Linked DNA regions of Ovis aries: region 1 is linked to region 2. Evidence: chromatin contacts called from public Hi-C data. All regions are on one chromosome and are shown on one strand. Each heading gives the region's core, a stretch centred on a gene start, on an enhancer-like site or on the middle of the called end of the contact. The rest is flanking DNA. Distances are from core to core; before and after follow the strand shown.

Region 1 (2,700 bases), core at 68-2,567, 130 kb after region 2:
CCCCATGGATTGCAGCCCACCAGGGTCCTCTGTCCGTGGAATTCTCCAGGCAAGAAGACGGGAGTGGGTTGCCATTCCCTTCTCCAGGGGATCTTCCTGGCCGAGGGGTAGAACCCACATCTCCTGCATTGCAGGCAGATTCTTATAGAATTAAAACCCAGGAAATGGAAGATGTCCGCTTTCTTCATACCGGAGAAGACCACCTGGGGCTAAAGGAACCAGAAAAGCTCATTAAGAAGATTACCTGAGGCCAGATTAGAGGAGCGCAGGCCCTGCACACACCTGACCCTTATAAGGAGCCCCCACCCTTGAACCATTTGCCATAGAAGTCCTCACCAAACACCTTGGGTTGGGACACAGTTTTCAAGGGCAGGAGATTGCTGTGTTCCCCTTTGCCTGGCAAAGCAATAAAGCTATTGTTTTCTGCTTTGCCCTGAATTCTGCTCTGAGATTTGATTCACCACAGGTGCAGAGAGGTCGAGCTTTCAGCATCTCTATCATTAGCCCCATTTTAAAGACAAGGAAGCTGAGGCTCAACAAGACTAAGAAATAGCTCTCTGACTCACATCTTAAGTTTCACAGTAGGGACTTCTGAATGAAAGAGGAGATCCCATGGCTCCTCTTCCTGCAAGCCTTTCCTAGTTCCCCCTTGTCAAAGCGGTTTTTCTTTACCGAACCCCCACAGACCTTCCACCTGCTCTTCGGAGCTGAGCACCTTTCGTCTTGTCCTAGGTCTGAGAATTGTGTCTGTTCTCCGTTTGTTCATTCATTCATTCAGTATTTATTCCCAGGCCGTGTGTAAGGCACTAGGGATATAGTCAAGTAAAGTCCCTGCTTCCACAGAGTTTATTGTCCAGTGGGGGAGATAGACATTAAACAGATAATGACACCAATATTAGTTAATTGCAATTGTTATAAATGTTATGAAGAAGTCCAGGGGGATGTGAGCATTTATAACAGGGTATATGATTCTAAAAGGCTGTGATGTCGCCTCTGAGAAAGCAAGATTTCAGCTGAGTTCTGGTTGATAGGGACCGGCAAGGGCAAGAAAAGATTGGGGGTGGGCAGGAAGATTTCAAGGCAGGGAAAAGAGCTGGAGCCAGGTCCTGAGGCTAAAGGAATGTGCTGAGCTGAGCCTGGGCACAGTGGGTCAGAAGGGCAGGACTGGGGGCTGGCACTCGCCTGGCACTGCTGTCTGGATGAGTCTCCCTTCATGCATGCTGTCTGCCCAGCCAGAGGCTCCTGGACTGGGAGGCAGGGACTGGAGTGAGAGTTTGCAGGCATTTGGTTTCTGGATAGCTGGCAACTGGGAGCAATGCTGTTCTCTGGCCATACCCCATGCTCCTGGGTCAGGAGGAGGGAGGTAGCAGAGGACTCACAGCACACTTTTTATATATGTGGGGCCATAATATTTAAGTGTCTTGGCTGTAAGCCTACGACTAGGTCCCCCGACAGCCAAGCCTTGCTCCGCACGCTCTAACAGCTGTCTGTAAAACCCGTTTATGGAGCCTCCATAAATTTCCCAGCTGCTGCAAACACAGGGCTGGGACAAAGAGTCGGCGGGAGGGAGGTGTGGGAGAGCCAGGCTCCAGCGTCTCTGCTGGCTCGTCCTCTGGGCTCCGGCTTGCCCCCTGCTCACCAGGGGCCGCCTTACCCTAAATTCTTTTATTGAAGCTGATCTCAACGTCAACCCCGTGGGGCCCGGCTGGGCGATCCAGCTCAGCACAGTCGCGGGCACTTTCAAGATTGCAGCAAAAGGTACAGTAAATCAGAATTAAGTGTCATGATAGTGATTTGAACTGACACTGTTTTCACCTTGTCCATTTACTGGGAAATATATAACAGGAATAGATTGAGCCTGTCATATTGTACCTGAAAAATACAGCTGTTAGGCTAGGAAAGGCAGCTGGCACTGAGGCAGGGTCCCAGTGGACAGGGGGTGCATGGCGGGGGGTAGGGGCTTGTTGTCAGCATCCTGTTGGGGTGAAAGCTTGTCCTGGGAACACTGAGAGCCTGATCATGCTTTTCCAAGGGCCCATTTAAGGCAGAATCAGCCCGACCAGCCTTCTAGGTAGTCATGTCCCAACTGCCAGCTCTGCTGCCCTGAGGGCCTGAAATGCCCAGACTGCATTTTTAAAAAAGCTTTCTATTAAAGCATAACATAGACACAAGTAAATGCACAAATCCCATTGCTTGATTTAAGGTCACCAAATGAACACACTTGTCTACCCAACACACAGATCAAAAAATAAGACAGAAATGTGCAAATGGCCCCCTCTGCCCTCTCTCTACCCTCTGCCCCCCATCTTCCACAAGGAGCAGGAGGGGGCACTATTCTGATGTCTCAAGCTGTGGACTGATTTTGTACGTGGCATTTTACTGAGGTCATCTTGAAATTCCCACCGATTTTTGGTCCCCAAAGAAAATAGGGACCTCTCAGCTTTAATATGGGGCTTCCCAGGTAGTGTTAGTGGTAAAGAACCCGCCTGCCAGTGCAGGAGACTTAAGAGACGTGGGTTTGATCCCTGAATCAGGAAGATCCCCTGGAGAAGGGCATGGCAATCTACTCCAGTATTCTTGCCTGGAGACTTCCATGGACAGAGGAGCCTGGAGGGCTACAGTCCGTGCGGTTGCCAACAGGTGGACACGACTGAAGTGACTTAGCATGCGTGCACACAGCTTTAAAATACTTTATAAGGA
Region 2 (2,700 bases), core at 106-2,605:
CAGGTCTCCTCCGTTTGGCTCCCGCGCAGTTGGATGTTTTGAACCGTGGGGGGCCCTGTCCGTTTTCACCCATCACCTTTCATCTTCTGGATGAGGCAGGATGCTCTGACTATAGAGGAGACGTGGGGTATTGATTCTGCCATTCAGCACATCAGCTCTCCCTAATGACTCTGTGTCATCTGCACATTTGATAAGCATGCCTCTGATGTCTTTATCAAGCTACGGGTTCTACTGTTCTGCAAGCCGGGGGGCAACAGCTCACCAGGGCCCCTCCTGGGAGGGCACAGAGCCGTTCCCTCTCCCACACGCTGGGGCAGCTGGCGCTCCATCAGTTGCAGGTCCTCCTGCCTCCCTGAGATTTTCCAGACCTTGGTACCAGCAGAAGCTGAAACTTCTCCTCCTGGCAGAATCACATATGAGGGCTGGGGTGGGGGCTGCCCAGGCTGAAGGGGGAAGGAAGGTGCTTGCTCTGTCTGCACCCATCTCGCTATCAGAAGGGCCAGGACCCAGGGACACCAGTGTTTGCTCACACACACCGGGCTGACCCAAAAATCTGAAGCCAGCCCGGGAGGCGGGTGGGCACGTAAGGATCATGTCTGAGGCCCATGGCCAGGCCCAGCCTGCTGGTCAACGTTCGTGAAGCAGATGGCAGAGAACGGAGCAGCGCTGGGGCCCAGGGAGAAATGGAGGCTCCAGGCCCCCGCGGGAGAAGTGACACGCCCTTCTTCACATGGGTAAAACTGCCAAGAAACAAGTGGAGAGATGTGCGTGTGAGAGAAAGATTCGCTGGACGAGGAAGAGGAGCTCTGCCAACACACCTTATCCTGGATCTTGCCATGAGCTTCAAACACTCTGCCCCATTCGCCGGATACAGCCGAGGGGCCTGCCCATCCTGAAAGGACACCACCACGTCTGGCCCCGCAGCTGGCATTCTCTGCAACAACAGGGAAGAAACGGGCAGGAAGCACGCGTTCAGCGGGGCAGTACCTGCCTCTGGAAGGAGAAGGCGGTTCTGTCAGGACCGTGAGGTCTTTGGATGGTAACCGACCATCTTGCCAACTGCCCCTTTGGGCTAAGATCAACAGGGGTGACAGCTCTCCAAAAAACGACTGGAAGTTATTTGAAACTTGAGTTAACAACAAAAGAAATGAAGGCAGAGAGCACGCTTTTGGCTCTTGAGACATAAGCTCAGAGGCAACAAGCCCTGCTACTGGCTCTCCCTGGCTTCCTTCCCGCCCCCAGGGAAAGGCGAAATTGGGAAAATAGCCCGCCGCCCTTGCTTCCAACAGCCTGCCCGTCCTCCAGCCTCCTCCACACTTGGTCAGTAGAGGGCACTGCCTCACCACGCTCTCACCGCAGCCCTGGCTTTGCAACTTGATCCCTGCGTCCACACAAAGACCACAGCTGAGGCATTGCTTGTGCTTTCACAAGAGAAAGCAGCAGCGAAACACAGACTTCGCTTTTTTGTGATATGATAGCACTTACGTAAAAAGTACACAGGAAAACAACTTGAAAGAAATATACCCAAAGGTAACGAGCCTTTGCTTACTGGAATCAGAATTTGTCTTTTTTTTCTTTGATTATTTTCTATGCTGTTTTCTACCAGCTTGTCTTCCTCTCAGAATCAGAAAAGCCTGAGGAGTCTTCAGGGGCTCACGAGTCATCTGCGGTTGGGGTTGGGGAGGCCGCAGCATGGGGTCCCAGGCTGTTGGAGAGGCATTTCCTGCATAACTGAATGTGTCTGCACCTGGGCTGAGCTCAGGGAAGTAACAGACACTAGACACAGTCCCCGCCTTCCAGAAGGTTACTTGATCACAAAGTGAAGGGGTAACGGCTGAGAAGGCTCTGAGGGCAGAGCCTGGCACAGGGTATTCAGGGAAGGCTTCCTGCAAGAGGCAGTATTTGAGCTGACACCCGAGGCAGGGAATGCGAGACATATCGGACGCACAAGCGTCCACATGAACAAAGGCGCAGAAGCACAAAACAGGAAAGGAAAAACAGGCTGCTGGTTCTAAGTTGGAGGCTTTTGGACGAGAGAGACCATTCCTGGGAACCAGGCACAGAGGCCTCCATTCCACAGGCCCCCTGCAGGCCCCCAGTGGGAACACAAGTGTCACCCACAGCTCTCTGCCAGAGAGAAAGCTGCCAGGTTCCTCTGCTGGACAGATCATAGGATCTGAAGCCACACGGAATAACACACTCATCACTTCACAGATCTTCAGAGGATACTCTGAATTATCAGCATTTCATTAAAAAAAAAATCAAACACATGCAATAGGAAAACAATACAAAAACTGAAGAACATTAAAAAAAAAAACAAAACCCTGTTGAATTAGGAGGCTCATAGGTGTGTGGGCCACCTATAAATGACTGCACAATGAGAGAGGAGGCTTGGGACAGAAAACGGAAGCGTTAATGTAACATTCAATTATCCTACTGCACCCTGGCTGACTTAACTCAGTCAAATTAGAATACATTTTATATTGACTATTTTGACATTTATTTGGCAAGTAAAACGAAACTGATCCAATTTTCTTGCAGCCATTGTAAAACATAAACGGAACAACAAGAGGTTATAAAATACACAAGCCTTACAAGGCTCCTTCTGACGTGCTACCCCCAGCTTAGACCCTCTGTGGCCTGTGTTCCTGCAACCCCTGGCTTCAGTTCCCAGTGACTGTGCTCTCGTGCTGACCGGCT

The links. Hi-C and Micro-C count contacts between places; a contact is called where the count stands out from the background.
Region 1: a Hi-C map of hypothalamus shows a contact between it and region 2, with 6 times the contacts expected there. The contact joins two enhancer-like sites. A contact is called at or near these places in 6 of 16 Hi-C or Micro-C datasets (blood, hypothalamus, liver and 2 more).

The regions. Positions count from the first base shown.
Region 1 is chr3:9,834,639-9,837,338 of ARS-UI_Ramb_v3.0, forward strand. No RefSeq gene overlaps it. Among named protein-coding and RNA genes, the nearest start is that of MVB12B, 36 kb to the left of the region's middle. Within about 2 kb of position 1,318, at least 10 of the 54 cell types and tissues checked have an H3K27ac peak or open chromatin away from gene starts, as enhancers often do. A contact at or near this core is called in hypothalamus, where this site is marked.
Region 2 is chr3:9,708,231-9,710,930 of ARS-UI_Ramb_v3.0, forward strand. The region is part of intron 6 of MVB12B (multivesicular body subunit 12B); the gene reads right to left. Among named protein-coding and RNA genes, the nearest start is that of MVB12B, 90 kb to the right of the region's middle. Within about 2 kb of position 1,356, at least 10 of the 54 cell types and tissues checked have an H3K27ac peak or open chromatin away from gene starts, as enhancers often do. A contact at or near this core is called in hypothalamus, where this site is marked.